3 separate regions of the Sus scrofa genome follow, and regions 2 and 3 are each linked to region 1. Evidence: chromatin contacts called from public HiChIP or PLAC-seq data. All regions are on one chromosome and are shown on one strand. The core of a region is the stretch at or near the end of the contact, and the rest is flanking DNA. Distances in the headings are between cores, read along the strand shown.

Region 1 (2,904 bases), core at 221-2,720:
ACACCTTTAGAGCAGTGTGAAATGGGTTGATGTGCTCTCATGTCTGTGCAGACATCATTAATTAAAAATAAAATTTCTATGGAGTATTCTTATTGCATTTTTTTTTGTTGTCATTTAAGAAGAAAAAAAATAAATTATTTGAGTTGCTCCTAGAAAAACCAAGATGTGAAGATGAAATAATATTGTATAATTTTAGCAAGCATATAATATTTACAGAGAAGTCATGTTAGGGAGACTACATTTAATTCAGTGATATTTGTTACTATTCAAAATGTTTTGTATCTCCTTTTTTGAAATTATTTTTAGATTCATTTTTTATTCCTCACAAAGAGTTAATTTTATTATTTAATGATCAAAATTATTTTTATTAAAAAAAGGACTTGACCAATTTACCACTAGACTTGTCTCTGGATAAACTTCGGATATTTGGAGAGATCAAACCCACCTTTTAAAGAGGACGATTTGCCACATTTGAAATTCAAAGCGATATGAGAGATGTTTTTATTGCAATTCCACAGTCATGTCTTAAGCAATCGATAGAAGCAATGTACAGTTTTCCAAGGTCATTATTTGAAAGCAGACAATATTAACTTATTGCTATGAGCTGTTCTATTTTTAATGAATGGTTGATTTATAGTTACATATCATCCAGGTAAATTCATTGCAATAAAATCACAACTTGAAGAGTTCTCCTTAAGGTGAATGTGTTTCTTTTAGCTTCACCTCTCCTAGTCCTTGTCTGTGAAGAAGAGAATAGCCATTTCAGGCAGCACCTTCCCAAGGATCTAAATTCAATTTAAAAAAGAAACAAGGAGGCAGCAAGAGCATGACCAAGAGAGGGAAAGAGAGAGAGAGAAATCATCAAAATGAGGAAGTGATTCCTCTAGTTATCAGAAACAGGAGCTAAGGAACAATAGCTGAAATTCACCTCCCCATGGGGGAATGAATCATCAAAATAACCGGTGGAAAACAAGGTTGTGCAACCTTGACTGGCATGTGTCACCGGCTGGTGGAATTTTTAGAAAGGCAACAGTTTGGGTTCATCACTGCGGTTCGTGATTGCACACACCTGTTTGGGGTATGGATTTTGCAACCCCCCAAAAAGGGGAAACTGAACTCACTGCTCCTCCCGAGCTGTGCAAAAAAGCAGAAAACCACAGCTGCTCGAGCAGTTAACAGATATCAGTAAAATACCCATGTTACATAATTAAGGATAACGTTCTTGAAGCATATGGGCCGGAGGTATTATACTCTCATTAAAACTTTAGGTAGGAAACAATTTAGCACATTCTCACACATTTCCAGGGTTGGATTCTATAATAAATGTTTGTAATTAGGCATGCTCTAAACATTTTATTAAATAATACATGAAGAAAGTGGTTGATGAAATATAGACGGCTCTGCACTTCGTGTACAATGACACGGAGGCATCAAGAAGAGACATAAATGATTTCTTCTCATTGGCTTGATAACTAGTCACTCTGGGCAGCTTAAGTAAGACTGGGTGAGGTTTCATTCGTCAGAGTAGGCTGTCTGTAACCTTAAAGAAATAGGAATTGATGGCTCTGTTTTTTTTTTTTTTTTTCCCCCTTCTCTTTTAAAATAAGTTATATGTAGCCCAGTCTTCTTTGCACTGCTATTCCTATTCAAATAGAAAGAAGGGCTTTTGACAAGAGAAATGTAAAAATCTCAAGCATGTTATTCTGGCAAAAATAGAGATCCGTTTAATATGGGATAATAGGGATGGACAGAGCCAAACAAACAAACAAACAAACAACAACAAAAAACCCCAAAAAACACCCCTAGCTCAGCATTTAAAAAATTATACTTAGCCCCACAGGTGCTGTTATTTATAAGCTGGAGAGGAATAAGTGAGGGATATCTCTTGAGAATCTCCAGGGCAGGTGTTGGGTCCTTGGGGAAGTGGTAGGAAACATGCCCTTGAGATGATATTAGAAGCAGGAAAGAAATTCTTTCAGTTGTGCAGCCCCATTTGATATTCTAGCCAGGTGATTAAGGGTCAACAATTCTTATCTAAATGTAAGGGTGTGTGATCTATGGAAAATAAGCTTGGATGATCCCAGGATACTCTCAAGGGAAGAATGATGACTCTCTGAAGTCAGTCAGGTCAGCTAGGTATTTTGTTTTCTAATGCACACAAACAAGAAATCTAGTAACAGAATACACATGAAATTTGGAATGCCTTCTAGAACATACTTGGGGAAACTGGGCAAGGTTGACATAGCTTTTACTGATTTGCCTGCTTAGTAGGTAAATGGGGCTGCCAGTCTGGCAGTTTGCACTGGCAATAAATCACCACTAGACATTTTATTTAAAAATTGGCACTGTCTTGAGGGAGGTGAGGGATTGTCAATTTGCTTTTATTTGAGGCCAGGCATAATCATAACACACACGGGCCACCTGGAAACTTCAGCCCACATGGAGAAGCATGGCTCAGCTCTCTATGGCTGTATTTTTGCATGCTCGGAGAGCACAAGGCTAAATCAGAGTCTCAGGATCCTGACCAGAAAGATCCTGGATGACTGGCACAGCCTGGAGACATCCCTTTTGGAAACCAGTTTGATTTGAGTATTATGATGTAGGAAGGATATCATAGATTTGATGTCAGACAGAAAATGTGGTGGTTTAGTGTTTTACTGGTGGTAATGATGAGGGGGACCAGCAGAACCCATGGAGAAGAGACAACTAGTGCATGCCAAAAATCATTCCATTATTAAGGCATTATGTAGTTTTCTGTTTTATTCAGTTTGCAAGTTCACTTGTAAATTTCGTGATGAATGGAGTCAGAGTTTCAAACAAAAAAAGAGACTGAAGTCATGAATCATGCAACTACCATCCTCATGTGAGCAATGATAGGCATTCCTTCTTTAAAATTTTATTGGA
Region 2 (2,863 bases), core at 10-2,509, 360 kb before region 1:
TTCCCAGGCTAGGGGTCAGTCAGAGCTACAGCTGCAGGCTTACACCACAGCCACAGTAACTCGGATCCGCACCACGTCTGCAACCTACACCACAGCTCACGGCATTGCTAGATCCTTAACCCACCGAGCAAGCCCAGGGATTGAACCTGCTCCTCATGGATCCTAGTGGGGTCTGTTACAGCTGAGCCACGACGGGAACTCCATGATATTGTTTCTATTGCTGAAAGACTTTTAAAGAAATTCCTGATGTCATGTTATTTCACTTTTAAATAAAACAGTGTATCTCAAAAAATAAAAAGAATATTTTCTTACATAATTATAACACAATCATCACACCTAAGTTTGTTTAAAATATCTATTCTCACATCCCTTAAGTCAACTATATGTTAGCTATTAGCATTTTCTTATTTGCTTTTTATCTTTACTTTACTCTTTTATCCTTTATAGGCATCTCCTCAATTAGCAAAAGAAATCCTATACTTGGATTAGGTTATTTTTAGCATACCCTGGGCCCCTGCCTATGCCTCTCTCTGGGCATGGTGTGTTATTTAGAATCTTACACTATTTCTGAATTCTGCATTGCAGTTGGCATGATACAAGAAAATTAGATTAGTGTTTTGCTCAAATTCCAAAGTTTTGTAGCATGTAAAAATACTGTAATTTAGGAGGTGGCTCAGCGGTAATGAGCCCGACTAGTATCCTTGAGGATGTGGGTTCAATCCCTAGCCTCATTCAGTGGGTTAAGGATCTTGCATATTTGTGAGCTGTAGTGCAGGTCGCAGATGCAGCTGGGATCCATATTGGTGTGGCTGTGGTGTAGGCTGGCAGCTGTAGCTCTGATTCAACCCCTAGCCTGGGAACTTTCATATGCCCTAAAAAGCCCTAAAAAGAAAAAAAAAAAAAAGCCTGTAATTTATTAACAAAAAATAAAATGAACCCATAATCTAGCTATAACTACATTGAGTAATCTACTAGGTAATTTCTAGAATGTTTTTCCTGCAATCCTTTGTTTGCAAATACAGAAAACCAAATTTGTCCAAATAAAGCCAATTAAAAAATACAGAAAACCAAATTTGTCCAAATAAAGCCAATTATAAAGTAAATGACTGGGAGGAAAGGTTTAAATCTTAGCCTGAAAAAGAAAAGAATAAGAATCAGATACTCTAGAGAAGAAAGTTCCTTGGAGCAGAACCTTGTGAACAGTCTCATGAAAGCACTGCCATTGTGATGAGTCAGCTCCACATGTTTTCCACCTCTGTCTCACTCTGATTTGCTCAGAGTCTTAGTGCTTACGCCATGTGCTTACTCCTCGGCTAGGGCACAGCAGGATTTCTTAAAACTAGCAGTCTCACCAACCGATATGCAATGAGGCAGAGGTGGTTTCCCAAAGAAAAGTCAGGTGTTGATACCAGAAGAGAGAATGAATGCTTGGTAGGCAAATTCAAGTGAAGCAGGCTGAAGATAATAGGAAGTTGTTTACTTATCATTTCAATTTCCAAGTGAGAATTTAGATACTCAGTTTTTAATAAGAATCATTTGCTAAGGCAAAGGCCTAGAGAGACAAAGAAAATGATAAAGCTGAAACTCTCACATTAGATCTGAGAGCTTAGACCAAGAGTTTCACCTCATGAGCGTCACAGTCCCACTTTGTAACCGCGTACAAGAGCTTCAAGCAAGCTTACTCCCACCTATTCCAGTTATTCCCTGCTAGAGTCCCCAGACCTCCTCAGAGAGGCCTTCCCTCTAGTTTGTTCATCTGCCAACAAGCACAGAGAGGGCCTGGATTTTGTCCCACTGTCATGAGAGCTAAGTGGACCAACATGAAACATCTAGTTGTATCCTTCACTTACCTCTCTCTCCAGTCTTCTGACCTGCCAGAGCACCACAGTGGGGATAAATTTGGTCTTGCTGGAGCAGAGGCCTGGGAAGAGGCTCAGAGAAAAACAGCAGCCCTCGGTTTTGTTTCATCAGTATTAAGCCCTACTAGTTGCAGAGTGAAAAAAATACATATATGTCTAAAGAAAAAAATGAACTTTTGTTGGTGGATAATTCCACTCTATTGAAACTCCATACAGAAGTCGTTGGAGATGATATTGACTTCCCAATACCATGCTTTCCTAGTTCTATAGCTTTTCCTTTCCCTCTGCAAATGGTTTTTCTTCTACCTGTCTACTCCCCTGTTCCCTACAGGTAAGCCTTCTTTAGGGTCTCATCCTCATCCTTTTTTCTCACTCTCCCCAATGCCACATACACACCCTCTTTATTTGACTTCAGTTGGTTAACATGTCAAGGGGAATCTACCTTCTAATTTTTTTTCTCCACTAGATTTTCATTATCAGTCTTAATTTAGGATCTCTTCTGGACAGTTGCAGTGGCCCTCCTGACGTGATTACTTCCAGACAATCTGATCTATGCCCATCACTTCTCCAGAGAAATCTTTCCAGGATGCCAATTCGTCAAAGCCCTGCTCTATCTTTACCTTTCCAGTATCTCTGTAATAGCCACAAGTTAAAATCTCAAATAGTTAGCATGACAAATGCAAATGTCTATGGTCTATTCTCTGCTTCCTAACCCCCACCCCTAGCATAAACTTTCAGCCCAGCCATAAAAAAATACTTATTTTCTAACATGACTTACTCTTTTACAATTCTGGTCCCTTGGCTATGTAGTTTCTCATGCTGACTCTCCATAGTCTACAAGGTAACATTAATTACTCCTCCAGAGGCAACACTAAAATCACCTCCTTTGTGAAGGTTCCCATGATATAACCAGACCATACATTTCCTCAGTGCTCTCCCAGTAACCAGTCAATACTTATATAACACGTCTTAGGTTACTACTTCTCTCTGTTAATGTGCTCATT
Region 3 (2,700 bases), core at 91-2,590, 380 kb before region 1:
AAAAGTTTCTTTAAAAGACTAACAAGAGTTCCTGCTTTGGAATAGTGGGTTAGGAACCAGTGTTGTCTCTGCAGCAGCTCAGGTCACTGTGGAGGCACAGATTCAATCCCTGGTCCAGCACAGTGGGTTAAAAATCTGGCATTCACTCATCTGTGGCATAGGTTGAGTTGTGGCTTGAATTTGATCCCTGGCCTGGGAACTTCCGTATGTCATGGGTGCAGCCAAAAATAATAAAATAAAATAAAAAGAGTAATATTTTATGACAAGTGAAAATTATATGAAATTCAATTTTCAGTCTCCATAAAGTTTCATTGAAACATAACTGCTCATTCATTTATGTATTTTTCTATGGCTGTTTTCACACTACAATGACAGACTTAAGTAGGTGCAACAGAGACCATGCCACCCATAAAGGTTAAAATATTTACTATCTGGTGCTTTTTTTTTTTTTTTTTTTTTTTTTTTTTTGCTGCAACTGTGACATTTGGAAGTTCCCGGGCCAGATATCAAACCCGCATTACATTTGCAGCCTGCGCCACAGCTGCAGCAATGTTGGATCCCTAACCCACTGTACCACATAGGAACTTCCTTTAAAAATTGTTTAAAAAAAAAAAGTTTGCTCACCCTTGGCTTAGAGAGTATTTAGTGGTTAGGTTATATGATGCCAAGTGTCTGCTACATGAAGAACGTGGGTGTGACGACCTAGTTGTTCCCCTGCCATACTTTCATCAGTTGGTTTAACAAATATTTCTCAGGCAGGTGTGTCACTTCAGTGTAGACAGCTAACTATAGTCACTTTGCTTTCCACTTTAGCTCAGCCTTGCCTCAATCCAAAGGGTCAACAATGCTCTTGAGAAGGAAGAAAACAAGCTCAACCTCAAGTTAAATTCTAGTTCTCCAAAGCTGGTCTTCTCTGAGTCCCCAAGTTCTTCTGGTTCTGGATTTCTGCTTTATATCCACCATTCTCCATAACAGGCTTCCTGTGGGACACCTCTCTTAAAAGTCTATATTTCCTATTAGAGACCCTAGGGCAGCAGGATGAGTCACAGCACTCCTTGACTGAACTGTGCCAGCTGATTATCAGTTCTATGCCTGCCCTAACAATCACTCTACAACATGAATCTGTTTGGGGTCCCTGTGAATAGCTTGCATGTTCCACCACTCTCCTGGCTTCCACTACTCTTTCTGATCATAAATACCTCTGAAGTTCATCAACTGCCTTTTACATTAAAACCTTTGGCCTATAAATCCATAAGTTCAACCTCTGCAATTGCCTTCTATTTCTTGAGCTCAGTTCATGCAATAACCAAACAGAGGAGCACAACACAACAAAACTCTATAAATGGATTTCCCAACCTAGGACTAACCACTTCTTATTTTTTAGCAACTGCTGTAAAAGGGAATATATCACCCCCAAGCAGCATCCAAAACATCCCTTCTCCTTTTTCCCTCCACCATAACTGCTTCATCTGAGACTGTTGCCCCTTCTACCCACTTAGGTTATCCTAGGTGCCTAGGATACTGCACCTCCAGAACATTGCTTCACAATGTCTCTCTTGCTTCTAGTCAAGCTTTAACATTCATTTCTATTGTAAGCGGGAAAAGGGGGTTTCTTGCCACTGTTGCACTGCAATGGGGTAATATATCTGGCTAGACTTCTAAGAGTATAATTCAGAATATAATTCCCCACAGAAAGCTGTTAATAGTCCACAACAAGGCTATTCCTATACTATTAATGGCACTATAGAACCCATCTGTAATTCATATTATATTGTTGCAAAAATGACTAATTCACAAACTCACTCATAAGTTGTGGATTTTCTAGAAAATAGCTATGAAATGTCAGGAAGACTTTACAGTAGACAGATTAGCGTAGTATAAAGACTTCAGAGAAAATAGCAGTTTATTTTCAGCAAAATGAACTTCACTACAACCCTGAAGTAGCTTGCTATGGTGAACAGGTCTTAAAACTGCATGAATAGCTCACAACCAAAAGAGTGGTATCAATAATGAATACACTGACTGGAATGACCACTGACCACAATCTCAATTCTTCAAGGCAACCATATAAGTAGGTAGCGTCAATCTTAAATAAAAATGAAAATCTTTATAAAAACACCTTTGCCTGCATGGGAAATGACGGAGAACTCCTGTGACATACCCTTACAACCAGGAAAAGAAACTAAAGAGATGTTGTCCATATTCCAAAGAAATAGTCAAAAGATTAAAACTTGAGAACTTTATTCATCTTAAAGAAACAGTTCTCAAACTTCCTAGTATCAGGACTCCTTTGTGTTCTTAAAATTGAGGACTCTCAAGAGTTTTTGTCAATATGAGTTATAATTATCAATATTAACCACATTAGGAATTAATGAGAAAATTTTAAATATTGATTCACTTTATATTTTCATGACATTTAATACAGTAAATAATTTATGAAAAATTATTTCTTACACAAAAAAGCTTAGTGATAAAAATGATACCGTTCATAACTTTTGCAAATTTCGTTCATGTCTAACTTAACAGAAGACAGCTAGATTCTCTTATCTGCTTCTACACACAGCCCACTGTGATACACTGTTTTGACTGAACTATATTTTTAAAAAATAGCCCCAGACAAATATGTAGTGAGAAAAAAGGAAGTACACATTAATACTAATAACATATTCAGATAACTATGAATGTTCTTCTTTGTTACTA

What was found. HiChIP or PLAC-seq counts read pairs in DNA pulled down with a chosen protein or histone mark.
Region 2: an H3K27ac HiChIP or PLAC-seq map of alveolar macrophages shows a contact between it and region 1. The contact joins two enhancer-like sites. A contact is called at or near these places in 1 of 47 Hi-C or Micro-C datasets (epiblast stem cells) and 1 of 2 datasets of contacts at active chromatin or transcription factors (alveolar macrophages).
Region 3: a contact with region 1 is called in an H3K27ac HiChIP or PLAC-seq map of alveolar macrophages. The contact joins two enhancer-like sites. A contact is called at or near these places in 1 of 47 Hi-C or Micro-C datasets (epiblast stem cells) and 1 of 2 datasets of contacts at active chromatin or transcription factors (alveolar macrophages).

Annotation. Positions count from the first base shown.
Region 1 is chr15:7,315,172-7,318,075 of Sscrofa11.1, reverse strand. No RefSeq gene overlaps it. Among named protein-coding and RNA genes, the nearest start is that of ZEB2, 180 kb to the left of the region's middle. Within about 2 kb of position 1,470, at least 5 of the 83 cell types and tissues checked have an H3K27ac peak or open chromatin away from gene starts, as enhancers often do. A contact at or near this core is called in alveolar macrophages, where this site is marked.
Region 2 is chr15:7,671,392-7,674,254 of Sscrofa11.1, reverse strand. No RefSeq gene overlaps it. Among named protein-coding and RNA genes, the nearest start is that of GTDC1, 56 kb to the left of the region's middle. Within about 2 kb of position 1,259, at least 6 of the 83 cell types and tissues checked have an H3K27ac peak or open chromatin away from gene starts, as enhancers often do. A contact at or near this core is called in alveolar macrophages, where this site is marked.
Region 3 is chr15:7,695,436-7,698,135 of Sscrofa11.1, reverse strand. It overlaps a transcript of GTDC1 not described here. Among named protein-coding and RNA genes, the nearest start is that of GTDC1, 32 kb to the left of the region's middle. Within about 2 kb of position 1,340, at least 3 of the 83 cell types and tissues checked have an H3K27ac peak or open chromatin away from gene starts, as enhancers often do. A contact at or near this core is called in alveolar macrophages, where this site is marked.